Linked DNA regions of Mus musculus: all the other regions are linked to region 1. A link is a contact called in public promoter capture Hi-C data. All regions are on one chromosome and are shown on one strand. Each heading gives the region's core, a stretch centred on a gene start, on an enhancer-like site or on the middle of the called end of the contact. The rest is flanking DNA. Distances are from core to core; before and after follow the strand shown.

Region 1 (4,857 bases), core at 1,694-4,193:
ATCATGAGAAAATTCAAGGGAAGAGAGGATTTGAAAAAGCATAATGACACTAGAGAAAAAGCGTTAGGTATTATTTGATATATTTGTCAAAGTAATTTATTTCAAATATGATGATCTGGATAATTAATACATTGTTTTAGTCTTCATTTTACTCTGGACTATTTTTCAGAAGTCATCTTATTAAAAAAAGAAAAATGGAATCCTTGTTATGCCTTGGTGTCTTTGCTCCTTTGTGGGTTCTTTTTTGCCACCTTCATTCCCCACCCCTCCCACCCCCCAGTTTCACCTCCTATCACTAGATAGGATAGAAAGGACAGAGAGAGAGAGAGAATCTTAATTTCTTTTTTCTTTCGTTTCTTCTTTGAGCACTACTACTAACAAACCACAACCTGAATGACCAACAACCACCAATACCAGGGCGCTAGCATTTATATACCCTCTGAAAAGTTCCTAGAATTCCAAACATCACACAATCACAGAAACTGTCTGGAGCTGGCAAAACCATGCCTCTGATAATGCACTGGGCAGTCAGTCAGCTGCTGGAGAGAGTCCAAAGCAGCACCTTATTCCTACATCTGGAATTAAAAGGAAAACACAGTCTTATATTTTTGTGTTTTTTAAAGAAACCAAAATCCAGCAGGGCGCGGTAGCAGAGGCAGGCAGATTTCTGAGTTTGGGGCCAGCCTGGTCTACAAAGTGAGTTCCAGGACAGCCAAGAGTATACAGAGAAACCCTGTCTCAACCCTCCCCACCCTCCAAAAAAAAAGAAACCAAAATCTAAAATTGTCACTATATCTTGGGACAGTGATTATGCTTCTGCTAGTGCTCATCCAGCTAAAATTAGGCTGACAATCCAGTAGTCTAATGTCCCTAGTGACCCTGAGGTATTCAGTACCTCTGGTTGGATGATGGAACCCTTTTTCCATTTAGTATGCTCTGGCCAAAAGACATGATGATTCACACAGGTCTTTGTAGAAAAATTGGGTTGGCAGGATGGGTCAGTGGGTGAAAGGACTTCCTAGGCGTGACTGACAACTTGAGCTCCTATCTGTAAGCCAAGAGAGAACCAACACCCAAAAGCTGCCTGAACTCTGTCTGCCTTCTCTCTCTCTCTCTCTCTCTCTCTCTCTCTCTCTCTCTCTCTCTCTCTGTCTCAAACAAATAGTTTTCCTATTTAAAAAGGTAGGAAAATCAAGAATGCTTCACTTGTTAAGTAGAGAAAATAAAGCTTTAAAATCCTAGAGAAATAAATGAAATTTGACCCATCTTAAGGAAACATTATTTTATAGGCAGAATATACTTGATAGGGTAAATGTTGTACCTCCAAATAATACTTTAAAATTATTCATAATGCTGAAGATTTTTAAAAATTCTCTCCTTAGACCGCTCTATTGGCCGTGCTACCTACTTCCTCCATGTGTGATGTGTGAGCCACAGCCCAGGCCATACCACCATTCTGCCATGGTCTGAGAATTTACCCCACAGACGTCTTCGCCAACGGATTTTTCAAAATAAAGTTCCACTCCTTAAAACATGTATGCTCGTAACGGTTCCAATAAACGCTGCATTTAAGCCAGTAGTAAAAATGATAAGGGATAAGACTAGAGTCTAAAGAAAAAAGGGTAGATTTTTTTTTTTCTTTTCTTTAACTGGATGCCTAAGGCTGAAGTGTCAAAGTTAAATCAGTAACATTTGAAGTGAAGTCAAGGAAACAATGACAGGACTTGGAAATAACCCTGAACGAGACCTTCGCTTCAGGGAAGCGGCTCGGGGATATCTTTTTGAAGGGCTGTTATGTAACAGAGCTCCTTTACAAATGAGAGGTGGCCTGAAGCTGTAAGAGGAGAGCCCTATGGCAAAGCCACCGGGTCCACAGCCGTCTCGGCTTAATTAGGGCAAAATGTAGTGCCGCGATCTTCGGAGAGTTAGCCAGCAGCTCGCCAGGGACAGGAGCTATTCTAGAAAGACTTTTCTTTTCAGCCTGCTTTCTCAAATTGGGTGAGGTCAGGGCGCCCATTCCTCGTGTAGTCGTGGAGGTGTCTACGCCTCGCACCGCGCACTCCCAGTGCTTCACTCCATCGGCAAGCACTGTAAATCTAGGGATAGCAGCCGAGCTCCTTCATCTAACCCAGCCTTGGACAGAACCCTCTCCTCAGACTGTTCAATGGGCCGTGCGCCTCCTTCCTCCATAGGTGAGGCCATACCACCACTCAGGAATTCTGCCACGGTCTGAGAATTTACCCCACTGACGCTTTCGCCAACGGATTGTTTTAAATAAAGTTTCAGTCCTTAAAGAAAAAAAAAAAAAAAAAAAGTGTGTGTGTTGGAGGGGCTGCCCGACCGAATCCTCACACCAATGAATGAAGAGGCAAGGAAGGAAGCCGGAAAGGCTTAACGGTGATTGGCTATCGTAGATGCTTTTCAGGACTGTACCAGGCCAACTCGGAGGAGGCTGGTGAACTAAGAAAGGGCATCTGCTTGTTTTTGAGCACTTCCGGTACATACGTAGAATTTTTTTTGCTTAAAAGTTTTTCTTGACTACACTACAAATGGGAAAGCGGACAAAATAAGAGAAAGATCTCGCCAGACCAGTTCCTCGTCCCCAAACCGGCGCAGTTCGCCATGTCCCCTCTCCCGACCATCCAGCCAGACACGACGGCCAGGCGCGCGCGCTCCCGTGTCACTACGTGTTTGCGGCGCCGTGCCCCTGCAGCCAATCAGAAGGCGAGGTCGCCGCGGTCGCCCGCGGTCGCGCGCACGCTCTAGAGCGCCGTGGGGGCGGGGGTTAGGGGGTGAATGGAAGAGTGAACGGGGGCGGGCTCGGCGGCGCGAGCCGCATGAATGAGAAGAACGTGCCCCGCGAGAGACGTCGCCCGCGCCCGCGCCCGCGCCCGGGAGCCAATGGGAACGTCGTGAGGCTACAGACCGGAGGCTGAGGGCAGCGGCCGCGCGCCGGCCGCACAGAGGCGAGCGTCGGCCGTCGGGAGCGCGCGGCGGCGGGGCGGGCGTGGAGCGTGCGGGGGCCGCGCGCTGCCTCTCAGAGGCCAGACGGCACTGCTGGGAGGCGGCGGCGACAACGACGGCGGTGACAACGACGGCGGCGGTGACGGGCGCCGCGCCGGGGGTGAGTACCGGGGACGCTGGCCCCTGCGGAACCGGAAGTGCTGGGCTAGTGAGGTGGGAGGGGAGAGTGACCTCTAGGGAAGGGGGACCGCGGAGGGGAGGAGGTTAAGGCCCTACCCCTCCTCGGGCTGTACGGGCCCCGAAACGGACGCCCGCAGACTAAGAGAGCCGCGGCCGCCCGCCGGGGCTTGGACCCGGTTGGTGCCCGGCTGCCCAGTTGCGGAGCCGCCGCCCCTTCCTTCCCCGGCCCGCGGTTCTCTCAGCTCCGGCGGGCCCTGCGCGCGGTGGATTCCGTGTTTTCTGGGCCAGGGGTAGTCAGTCCTGCCCCCGGTGATGACTCCCACTGCTCCAGCTGCCGGCCGGGGACTGTACTCCTTTTACCGCTCCGCGGTTCAGGCCCCTCGCCCTACACTCCACTGGTCCTTATTTTGGTTAGAGCTTCGTCCTGTGGTTACCTGTTCTTTCTCCCATCCATCGGCTGCTTCTCCCTACCCCCCACCAGCCAGGTGCTCCATGCTTTTATGCTTTTAGTACTTTGTACTTTATTTTACAAGTAGGGCTTGAATGTATCTGACAGTATTTTATCACTAGCCGTCTATTCCTGGGGAAGTTTAAAGTTCCTTAACCAGTTGGCCAAATGAAACCACTAAAACGAGAAACAAGAAAGTGACTAAAGTTATTAGAAGTAGTCGTAGAATAGATACATGTTACATTGCAGACCATTTTTGTCCTCTTGGGTTTACTTCCTGGTTAATGCCATCTTGTCCAGGATAATCTTAGGTTAGATCTCCATCCTTTTATCCCAGTGTGAGCCTGCTTTGTATCAGACAGATCTGTCCGGTGCTCATGAATGCATACAAATTCATCTAGTGTTTGTAAGAATTCTATCGCCAGGTACTTGGGCACCTACGTCGATCTGTAATAATACTCTTTTTAAACTTCTTCTTGGATCTTTCCTTCATAGCATGTATTCATTCTTCTATATGACATCTCCATTTCTATATATTCAAATTTAGTGTTCTGTGCTATAAGGTTTGGTTATTTTAACAAATAATACATGTGCTGTCCACTGCACTGCTCCAAAGGAACTACTTATATCAAACCTTATGAAAGTCTTCAAACTACACATCTTGAATTGTTTGTTGTTGTTTTGAGACAGGATCTCTGTACATAACTGTTGCTGCCCTGGAATTCACTTTGTAAGACCAAGCTGATTTCTAACTCAGAGTTCTGACTTCCTGTGCCTCCCAAGTGCTGGGATTGAGGTCGAGAGCTACCACACCTGGCTCTGTATTGTTTGTTTTATACATACATATTTTCACTCAGTGATTTTTTTCCCCCTCAGTCAGCATGTGTCACGAACATTCTTGTCCACTTTAGTGATACTGTTGTGGATACACCAGCTTGTGACTGATGAACCACACTCGCCTTTCCGGTTTCGTCCCTTCTCTTTCTGCACCACATTCCTTTGATAAGACTTGGTGTGTTGATATTTATACCCAATAAATTATTTTATCTTGTCCCTTCTAATATCTATCTTAACATTTCAGACGATGGTCTCATTTATATTTCAGTATGCGGTTCCATAATTGCATGTACTGTACCGTGGCAGAATTAGTCTGTGTGGCTTTCGTCCTGTAGTAAATGTGACCTGCAATAGTATAGGATTCACTTTACGTAATAGTTAGGTAATTTTCCTTTTATCTTTGGAGTTTTGAGGGAAACGGTTCCTTT
Region 2 (4,857 bases), core at 1,434-3,933, 6.2 Mb before region 1:
TAACTGGCGTTCCTGGTGGGAATTAAACCATGGTCCTTGGTAGTTTAATTGTAAGAGCAACAAGTGGTTTTAACCACTAAGCAATCTATCCAGTCTCATGAATGGCAATCTTAAAGGGGCTCTTAAGACTTGCACCACAGCTGGCTGTAGTAGAGCATGCCTTTAATCCTAGCATTTGGGAGGCGGAGGTGGAGGTAGGCTTATCTCTGAGTTTAAGGCCAGCCTGGTTTACATAGTGAGTTACATGCAGTCAGGGCTATATAAAGAGACACTGTCTCAAAAAAAGAAAAAAGGACTTGAACCATTTTATTAGACCACCATTATATGTATCTTTATGCACACATAAATATGACGTTAACTTGAAATTGCCCCAGCACTACCATTTTGCAGTGCTGGGACCAAACCCAGAAACTCATATACACCATAGAAACACTACATCACTGAGTCATACTACTAGCCCTGCCTTGCTTTTTAAAAGCAGAGTGGATTGCACAATATGCCATCGTAGTCACCTTTCAGGCTATAGAGTACACATCTAAAGTATAGTTCCACTTCACTGGTTACCTATGGCTATTACCCAAATGTTTCCTATTTTAGATTTTTTTTTTTGGTTTGGTTTGGGTTTTTTTTTTTTTTTTTTTTTTGAGACAGGGTTTTCTGTGTATCTCTGGCTGTCCTAGAACTCATTCTGTAGACCTGGCTGTCCTAGAACTCACAAGAGATCTGCTTGCTTCTGCCTCTGTCTCCCACATGCTGGGATTGAAGGCATGGGCCACCATCCCTAGCTATTTTAGATATACTGATTCATCTTCATCAATTCATTTAAGTCCTGCATACCATCAAGATACAGGGCAGATGAAAACATCAGGCACTTCTTATTTCCTTTTGTGGAAAAGTGATGCAGCTTTTTATTCTTTAGTTACTGTACTGTACTGTCTGACAGTAGCTATGCTGACTCTCAACACCGAACATCAACCTCAATCTAAAATCTACCAGAAAGGGAATTATAATATAAACTAACAACAGTTAGTCACATAAAGTTGGGGTTCTCCTGAGCCAGACCATCTGCTGAACATGACTCTTGCCCAGTTAGGTGTGGTAAGCCCTTTCGTGAGCTTACCTGAGATGATATCAGTGAGTAGATGGTGGGGCAAGTGGAGGAACTCCTCTGTGCTCTGCAGCTGGGCCAGGTGGGTCTTGGCACAGTGCTTGGCAGCAGTGTAGAGCTCGGGGTCACTGTGTCTATCTGCAAGCCACATCACCTGCAGGCAGTTGCCCACCTGTACCGTGCGTGCCAGAAACCGAGAACACTCCTCAAAGAGAGATGTCAGCTGATACATGTCTGACACCTCGTAAATTTCCTGCAGCTCATCAGCTCGAAGTTTCACAGTCCCATGGTATATATAGTCAACTAGGAGCTGGAAAACAGACTCGCTGACATCCTGCAGCACAATCACCCGGTTGTGAGCCTCCTTCAGGTTGGATGTGAACATGGATCGGAAGAAGCAGCTCTGAGCTGACAGGACCAGCCGGTGCAGCTGAAACTCTCGGCCTTCCACTGAAATGGTGACATCAGCAAAGAGCTCCTCCTCTAAACACAGTTTCATGATGCCCTGAGCCACTCGGCCTGAGTGAGACCGGTCTTTGAAAGTATAGTTCACAAAGTAGTTTTCATCCATGGATGCTCCAGGCTCCTCTGGTGACTCCATGGTAGCCAACTTCTCTCTTTGCCAACTATCTGCAAAGCAATATCACCCTAAGTATTTGGGTAATTCACAGACACAGTCCATGAATCCAACTGTCCAAGTCAAGACAGGGAGAAGGGAGACACTGGAGCAAAGTGGGTCCAGAATGGCCTTATTCCTGGTCTTGCCAATGTGGCCTATGCCATTCCTCCAGTTTTCCTGCAGTGGGGCCTCTCCTCCAATGAATTCAATTAAAAGTTCCAACTCTGTTGTTTTTCCTTGAGGTAAAATTGGATATTCCTGATCGTGATGTAACAAAAGACTTGGGACTTAGGTTAGCTCATGAAAAAGACGAAGGAGGAAGCCTATGATCTTAAAACCAAATAATTTGGATATACAACTAATGAGACTCTGGAGAAGCATAATTAGGCCAAACTAAGACATCCAGGTATTGTTGTTACATTCCCTCTTTGCCTGGACATAAGAGTGCAGACCCCCCAATACTGAGGCTTGGGCCTGGACTTCCACTTTTACTCTTTTCTAAGCTGCTGTTTCTTACTTACCTCTCGCTCCAGTGAGTTCTTAAAGAAGCCCTTGAGAGCCCAGCCGTCCCCGGCCGGGGGCACAAGGAAGTCCATAACCCTGTGCAATCTGACCGTGCCACCTGGAGTCGCCTAGGAAACGGTCTCCAAGGAAACCGTCCATCGTCTCCCCCCCCCACCCCGCCCCCCATTAAAAAAGCTTAGCTCAAGAGCCGGCGCGGTGTAGAACTTAGAACCCAGAACGCCCACCCTTTCCCTTTCTCTCACCGGTGCGGTTCGTTGCGTCTTCTTCTCTTCGGCCTCCGCTGTACCGAGATAGGGCTACGTACACCTCACGGTTTCCCCACCTGCGGGTCTTTCTTACCTGCGATACCTCCTTTCATGCCAGGGCTCAGATCCGGAACCTCTGCTTCCCGCCCCGCGTCCGCCCGGAAGAAGAGTCACTGCACATTTCCACTTCCGGTCCGTGCCCTTGGGGCTCCGTGGCCTGCGTGTGTTCTCCGGCTACTTAGTCGGCACACTAAGGAACATGGCGGCGGCTGCAGCCAGGGTCTGGTGTCGTGGGCTCTTGGGGGCCGCTTCCGTAGGCAGGGGTGAGCAAGGAACAGCAGCAGGTTGAGACCACGGGCAGCACGGAGACCTCCCCGAGTCTCACCCGCGCCTTTGTGCCTTTTCTCTCCCTGTGCAGGGGCTGGGCGACCCTCCGTGCTGTGGCAGCACGTAAGAAGGGAGAGCGCGGCGGCTGACAAGCGCCGTGAGTATGTGCGGATGGCGCTTTTTCCCCCAACGTTAGCTGGGGCCTTTCGTTGTTTCTGTCAGATGTTTGTCCTTGCCTTGGAATGTCCTTCCCTCCTGGCAAATCTCTGCTTGTCCTTGGAGATTGCTATGGTCTCCACTTTGCTGTTAGAATCGAGCACTTCCTGTGCCCTAGATATTTGTTCCCTTCTGATCTTGATCGCCTTTTGCTCGTTATCAGGATTTGATTTTTTTTTTTGTCCTCCGATGAAATTGTCTTTGAGCGCAGGTAACAAAAACTTTTGAGACTCAAAGTCCAAAATAATTGTAGCTCACATCAATTTAGTATTTACTAGGCACCTTGGACTTCATAAGAGCCTGATGAGACGCATAACGTTTTACTGTCCATATAGATGTAGATCATGAAGCGGTCCAGATAATTAAATTATTCAGTCACAGTTCCAGTGAACGACAAAGCAGGTCTGTTTCCAAGTGCAGAAAATACTTAATCCTTGATTCTGTGATGTGTGGGTGCTCAAGTACTTGAATGACCCTGTGGTGATTTTATGTTCAGTCAACAGAATCACACTGGGAAATAGAAAGCTTCTTTTCATTCCAGGACATCTATTACACAAAGTGACAGGGGATAGAGTATGGGCAATGAGGTAATCTTTCAGGGTCCTTCAGCCCTGAAGTTCTCTGATTAAGAACTTGGTATAAACAAGTACCAAGAAGGGAAAGAGAAACAGAAGTCTGGTTTCCATCCTTAAAGAGCTCTGAGTCTGAGAGAGGAGCTGCCACTGTTGCATTGTTACCATGAGTACAGGAAGTGAGGAACAGCTGTGGAACAGTGGAGAAAAGAAGCAAAGATTGCCCAACACAGTAACAAGAGTGTATGGACCGAGAAAGAGAAATGGTGTTGCACTCTGAGTTTTTTCTTTTTCTTTTTTTTTAAAGATATTTTTATTTTTTTATGTATGTGAATATACTGCAGCTGTCTTCAGACACAGCAGAGTAGAGAATCGGGTCCCATGTGGTTGCTAGGAATCGAACTCAGGACCTCTGGAAGAGCAGTTAGTGCTCTTAACCACTGAGCCATCTCTCCACTCCCTTCTCCCTGAGTTTTAAACACTTCCTAATTCCTGGAAGGTACTTTACACCTATGCCTCTTAAGATCCTTCAGGGAGGGCTTGGAGAGGTGGCCCAGTGTTTAAGAGCACTGGCTATTCATCCCAGATACAATTCCCAACATGGACATGTCAGTTCAGAACCATCTGTAACTCCAGTCTCAGGGAATCTAACATTCTTTTGGCTTCTGTGAGCATCAGGCATTCATGTGTGCATAGACATATATGCAGGCAAAACACCAAAATAAATAGTAAAAGTAAACTTTTTCTTTTTTAATGAAAATTCTTCAGAAAGACCTGAGAGGTTAGTTAGTTTGTTTGTGTGTGTGTGTGTTTGCTACCTTCTCCCTTCATGCTTTTTCCTTTCCAGCCACTGTCAGACCCCGGAGTGATGTGACCCACAAGCAGCTCTCAGCATTTGGAGAGTATGTGGCTGAAATCTTACCCAAGTATGTCCAACAAGTTCAGGTAATATTCGTTGTCCTTGGGTCTGGGCCAGGAATTCACCATGGCACCTTAAGTCAGTAGTTCTCAACCTGTGGGTCGTGACCCTTCTGGGGTTGCTTATGACCATCAGAAAACACATATGTTTAGGTTATGATTCATAACTGGCAAAATTATAATCATGAAGTAGCAATAAAAATAATGTGGCTGGGGGTCACCACCACCTGAGGAAGTGTGTATTACAGGGTCACCGCATTAGAAAGGCTACAAACCACTGACTTAAGCCAAGTGATCCCTGCAGTGTGCTACGCCCTTAGTAGCTAT
Region 3 (4,857 bases), core at 890-3,389, 6.0 Mb before region 1:
AGAGTATGCACACTGGCTATCATTGACCCAGGTGATTCTGATATTATTAGAAGCATGCCAGAACAGACTGGTGAGAAGTAAACAAGAAAGTTTTCCTTTAATAAAACTTTGCCAGAGCTCCTTTTGAAAAAACAACAAACAAACAAACAAACAAACAAACAAAACACAAAAGGACCAAAAAGCCGGCAGGGAGATGACTCCCTTTGTAAAATGCTTAAGGACTTGCATTCGGAGCCCTCATAGCCATGTTTTGGCAGAGTATGAAGCACACTCATCTGTAACCAGCGCTGGGGGTGAAGTGGAGTGGTCAAGACAAGTGGACTGGAGGAGAAGAGGTGTCTGTGCAGTCCATCTACCTGAACAGTTAAAAGTTCGGGTTCACACCGGGCGTGGTGGCCCACGCCTTTAATCCCAGCACTTGGGAGGCAGAGGCAAGCGAATTTCTGAGTTCAAGGCCGGCCTGGTCTACAAAGTTCCAGGACAGTCAGGGATATACACAGAAACCCTGTCTCGAACTGCCCCCCCCCCCCAAAAAAAGTTTGGGTTCACTTGAGACACTCTCAAAAAATAGATAAACAAGTTATGTGGCCCAGCCTTAGAAGCACGAATGTGTGTCTGCAGCCATAAATAAACTTTCATGTTACTTAAAAGTTTATACACAGCAAGCCCTCAGGAAAGATTTATTTATTTTTTGTTAATCCATTTTTGTAAGCCAAGAGTGGAACCCAGAGTTTTGCATCTCACCACTGATATGCAACCCCAATCCTAGAAAAGCTTCAACGACTTTTTATGAGAAATAATAAATTAGCAACATTTAACCATCCAACAACCCAGCTGCACACTTTTATCTTTCAACTTAATAAAAGATATTTTAAGGGAAAGGCAAAAACAACAACAAAAATCTCTACCTGTTGCCTTGACGGCTGTCGGTCTGGTGGTCATGACTGGTGTTGGAGGGTTCTGAACAACGTTGGGGACCTCCACCACCACTTCTTGTTCATCTGTATTTGGAATGCACAAAAGGAAGCTGCAGTCAGTCAGTGGGCCAGGGTCCAAAGCTTGACCTTCAGCCTGAATCAACTTATAAAACCAGCGTGTATCACTGATGCAAACTAAGAAGACAAAAAACAAGCTGATCTACCCTTCCATTCATTTAGTGGTAGCGACAGTAAGAACGTGAACACTATGAAAATGGCACCTGCAATACTTAACAATTAACATGCATAAATACTTCTGCACGTTTCCACACGTTATGTACATCCTATTAATCTGATTCTTAATGTTTGATACAGTATAGCTTCTCCGGCATCTACTCCATGCAATTGTTACCCTAAACCCAAACACAATTCCAGAAAAGCCCACACACAGGTTTTGTCACTTTCCCTTAAGTCTGGGGTTACCGATGCTTTGTCTAGCATAAGAAAAAAATATGGGTTTGTTCACTTCTAAAGAGTGGTGTCTCCATTTCAACAAAAACGAAACCAAGCGTGACAAGTAGAGAAGGCCAGGTTCAACCGCCTCAAGGCTCGCACGTGGAAATTGCCCTCCACCTTCTGCGTTATTAAGATCGAAGGGAGTCATCTAGGAGACATTTGGGGTCCCAAGCCTCGGTGGACGGCACAGGTTCCGGGGAGAAACCCCTGCACCGCAAAGGCGCCTCAGATGAGTCCGGGCCCGGCCTTCCGCCTCCCAGAGTCCCCGACCGCCGTCCCGCGGGCCCCAGATCGCTGGCAGCCGAGGTGTACCTCGCCCGCCAGGGTTTCTCTTCTTCACCGGGTCCGAAGAGACACCCGGGAACCTAGGCCGCAAGCCCCGTGCTCGAGTTTCAGACGTCCCAAATAAAAGCAGGGCTCCTCTCGCGCGCCCTTACCTTCTGAAGGCGAGTCCTCTGGGGCAGCGGAGGCAGGCACCGCGGGCGACGTCGCGGCCGCCGCCGTCGCTGCTGCCGGCGCTGACTGGCTTGTCGCCGCCGCAGTCGAATCTGCCTCGGGATCCGGATCGGGGTCGGGATCCCGGCCCGGGGTGCTGCTCCGAGGACCCGGTGGAGAGAGCTGCAGGATAGGCCTGCGGCCGGGTACCGCCCGGGACTTCTTCCCCATCATGAGCCGGAGCGCGAGCAGCGAACGACGGCAGATTAGTGGGGCGGGCGCACAGCGCCCCGGTGCGTAATCAATATTCATGAACCGTGGCACCGCCTCCCGAGGAGATCCGCTTTTAACCGGCGCGGTGCACTTGCGCATGCGGCCTGCGCCCCGGTGCTTTTACGCACGTTCCGCTCCATCCATGGTGGGTGGGCTTTGTTCAGGGAAAAGGCGATTGGCTGTTTTGACTTGAGACGGACTCGGTAGCCAATAGCAAAGGGAAAAGACAGGACTTCGCGCCAATAGTGCGGAAGGGCCCGCGGTGTGTGCGACTTCCTTAGACTGGGGTTGCACCATGCGCTGTTAGCCAAGTCTTTTCTTTAGGGCTTTGTCCGCCATCTTGTAGCTATTTTCAGCTGCTTATTGCTGTTTGTCTTTGAGGAAGATAAAGATACATTGCACCCTTCTGCAAGTTCTCTTGGTTATTGTAGCTTCTTTGGGGTATAGTATTAAACAATGATGATGCTGGGTGTTTATACATCGGTAGGCTTTTTCTGTTTTGTTTTGGTTTTGTTTTTGATTTTCGAGACAGGGTTTCTCTGTGTAGCCCTGGTTGTCCTGGAACTCACTTTGTAGACCAGGCTGGCCTGGAACTCAGAAATCCGCCTGCCTCTGCTTCCCAAGTGATGGGTTTACGGTAGGCTCTCTCCCCACTTTCTTGCTCCAGCCCCGCTCGCCCCAACCCAAAGGTTTATTTATTTATTAAATGTAAGTAAACTGTAGCTGTGATACACAAGAGGGTATCAGATCTCATTACAGATGGTTGTGAGCCACCATGTAGTTGCTCGGATTTGAACTCAGGACCTTTGGAAGAGCAGTCAGTGCTCTTAACCGCTGAGCCATTTCTCCAGCCCCAGTAGGCTCTTTAAAACGAAATACGACGTGATTAGTAGGGAAAATGACTGGACCTTGGAAACAGTCAAACTGTTCATATGGGATACCGAAGCCTTACCTCATCCTACTTCTGTAAACACTACTTTTTTGCCCTACCTCCAACTCCTCCACCTTGAGGCTGAGCTCTTTACATTTTGAGTCTTCCTTGTTCCCCATTCCTAGAGTCAGGTGACATCCTGAGTCATTAATGTTCTCCCCAGAGATAGTTACCACGCAAGATAATGCTGATTTTCTCCAGGACCCACTCCTTCCACCCATCCCTGATTGCTTCTAGACTAATGACAGCAGGCCAGAAGATGAGAAATAATGCCTAAAGATGGTGCACTGTACTCCTGGAGAGCTACTGAAGTGTTCTAATAACACTGGAAGTAGTTGTCATGGTTCATGTCTATAATTTCAGTGGAGACAGAGGTAGGAAGATTTCAAGTGAGTCTAGCCAGGTATGCATATTACCAGAGCTTACAAAGTGAGATCTTGTCTCAAAGATAACAATAATAACAATAAATTAATAAAATAATAATAATACAAGGAGAAATCTGGGGAAGATGTATGAGAATGGATGTTAAAGAGGGAGTATAAGAGGCAGGAGGATTTCTGAGTTCGAGGCCAACCTGGTCTATAGAGTGAGTTCTAGGACAGTCAGGGCTACACAGAGAAACCCTGTCTCGAAAAACCAAAAAAACAAAAAACAAAAAAGAAACCCTGTCTCAAAAAACAAACAACAAGCCAGGCAGTGGTGGCACATGCCTTTATTCCCAGCACTTGGGAGGCAGAGGCAGGCGGATTTCTGAGTTCCAGGACAGCCTGGTCTACAAAGTGAATTCCAGGACAGCCAGGGCTATACAGAGAAACCCTGTCTCGAGGAGAAAAAAAAAAAAAAGAGCAAGAATAATAGGCCAGGCAAGTGGATCTCCGAGTTCCACTAGAGTTAGGGCTACATAGTGAGACCCAGTCTCAAAACAAAAATATCTGGGGTTAGAGAGATTGCTCTGAGGACCTTCAGTTCCCAGTACCCACATGGTGATTCACAACTGTAACTCCTGTGCCAGGAGATCTGTAGCCCTGTTCGGGCCTCTGGCACCAACTATGCTTATGGTGTACATACATATGTGCATTTGAAAGATGTACACACAAAATAAAAATAAGTAAAACCTATGTACACTGGGAGAGTTGAGAAACCATACCGTCATCAGAATTTTGCAAAATACACTAGATTTTCAAAACCCCGGCATCACTGAAGAGCTCCTTCTTTGTAGGCCAGACATCACAGGAGAGATACAGCAGCTTACTTGGAAAGCTAAAAAAGAAAAAAATGGATCCTGGGATGGCAGGGGCTAAATGGGCATGGATACAGATTTTGTAGTAGCACAGAATACACTCAGTAGACTGAGTCCGGGAGGCTTATGGCATTCACCATAGATCTACATGAATCATGGTATTCCCGCAGGTGTAATAGGAAGCCTACAAAATTTTTGATCTGTATAAGTAGATGTTTTCAGGTCAATAAAAGTAACTTGAGTCATGTGAACAGAGAATCGTGGCCCCTCCATCAATACTTAGACCTTTGTCCTTTCTGAAGATGGCCTTTGATTCAACTTCCCATCCATTCCTCTCATCTTAAGTCCATCCTTTAGTTGCAATAACTACTGTATCACATGACAAAATCGTTCCCCCAGGGCCCAGTACAGACAAGACCTTCCTGAGCATCCTTGCTCTTCACTGTCAAGCCCTCTTGGTACTTGACAGTGGTATGGACACCCAGCTCCCTCTCTAAGTGCAAGAAATAACTGGTAGAATATTTTTTTTTATAGACACAGAGGTT

What was found. Promoter capture Hi-C pulls out the DNA fragments that hold promoters and counts their contacts.
Region 2: a promoter capture Hi-C map of pre-B cells shows a contact between it and region 1. The contact joins the promoter of Ndufs3 here to the promoter of Zdhhc5 in region 1. A contact is called at or near these places in 5 of 39 promoter capture datasets (cranial neural crest, frontonasal cranial neural crest, maxillary cranial neural crest and 2 more).
Region 3: a promoter capture Hi-C map of pre-B cells shows a contact between it and region 1, with 5 times the contacts expected there. The contact joins the promoter of Fnbp4 here to the promoter of Zdhhc5 in region 1. A contact is called at or near these places in 4 of 39 promoter capture datasets (cranial neural crest, maxillary cranial neural crest, pre-B cells and 1 more).

The regions. Positions count from the first base shown.
Region 1 is chr2:84,713,250-84,718,106 of GRCm38.p6, reverse strand. It overlaps Zdhhc5 (zinc finger, DHHC domain containing 5), which reads left to right and starts at 2,943. Exons shown (of 12, transcript NM_144887.4): 1 at 2,943-3,124.
Region 2 is chr2:90,902,547-90,907,403 of GRCm38.p6, reverse strand. It overlaps Ndufs3 (NADH:ubiquinone oxidoreductase core subunit S3), which reads left to right and starts at 2,683. Exons shown (of 7, transcript NM_026688.3): 1 at 2,683-2,820; 2 at 2,916-2,981; 3 at 4,460-4,557. The coding sequence starts at 2,757. It overlaps Kbtbd4 (kelch repeat and BTB (POZ) domain containing 4), which reads right to left and starts at 2,664. Exons shown (of 4, transcript NM_025991.4): 1 at 2,495-2,664; 2 at 1,121-1,738. The coding sequence starts at 1,709.
Region 3 is chr2:90,742,840-90,747,696 of GRCm38.p6, reverse strand. Fnbp4 (formin binding protein 4) reads right to left here and starts at 2,139. Exons shown (of 17, transcript NM_018828.3): 1 at 1,871-2,139; 2 at 909-1,001. The coding sequence starts at 2,099. It also overlaps the pseudogene Rpl30-ps3.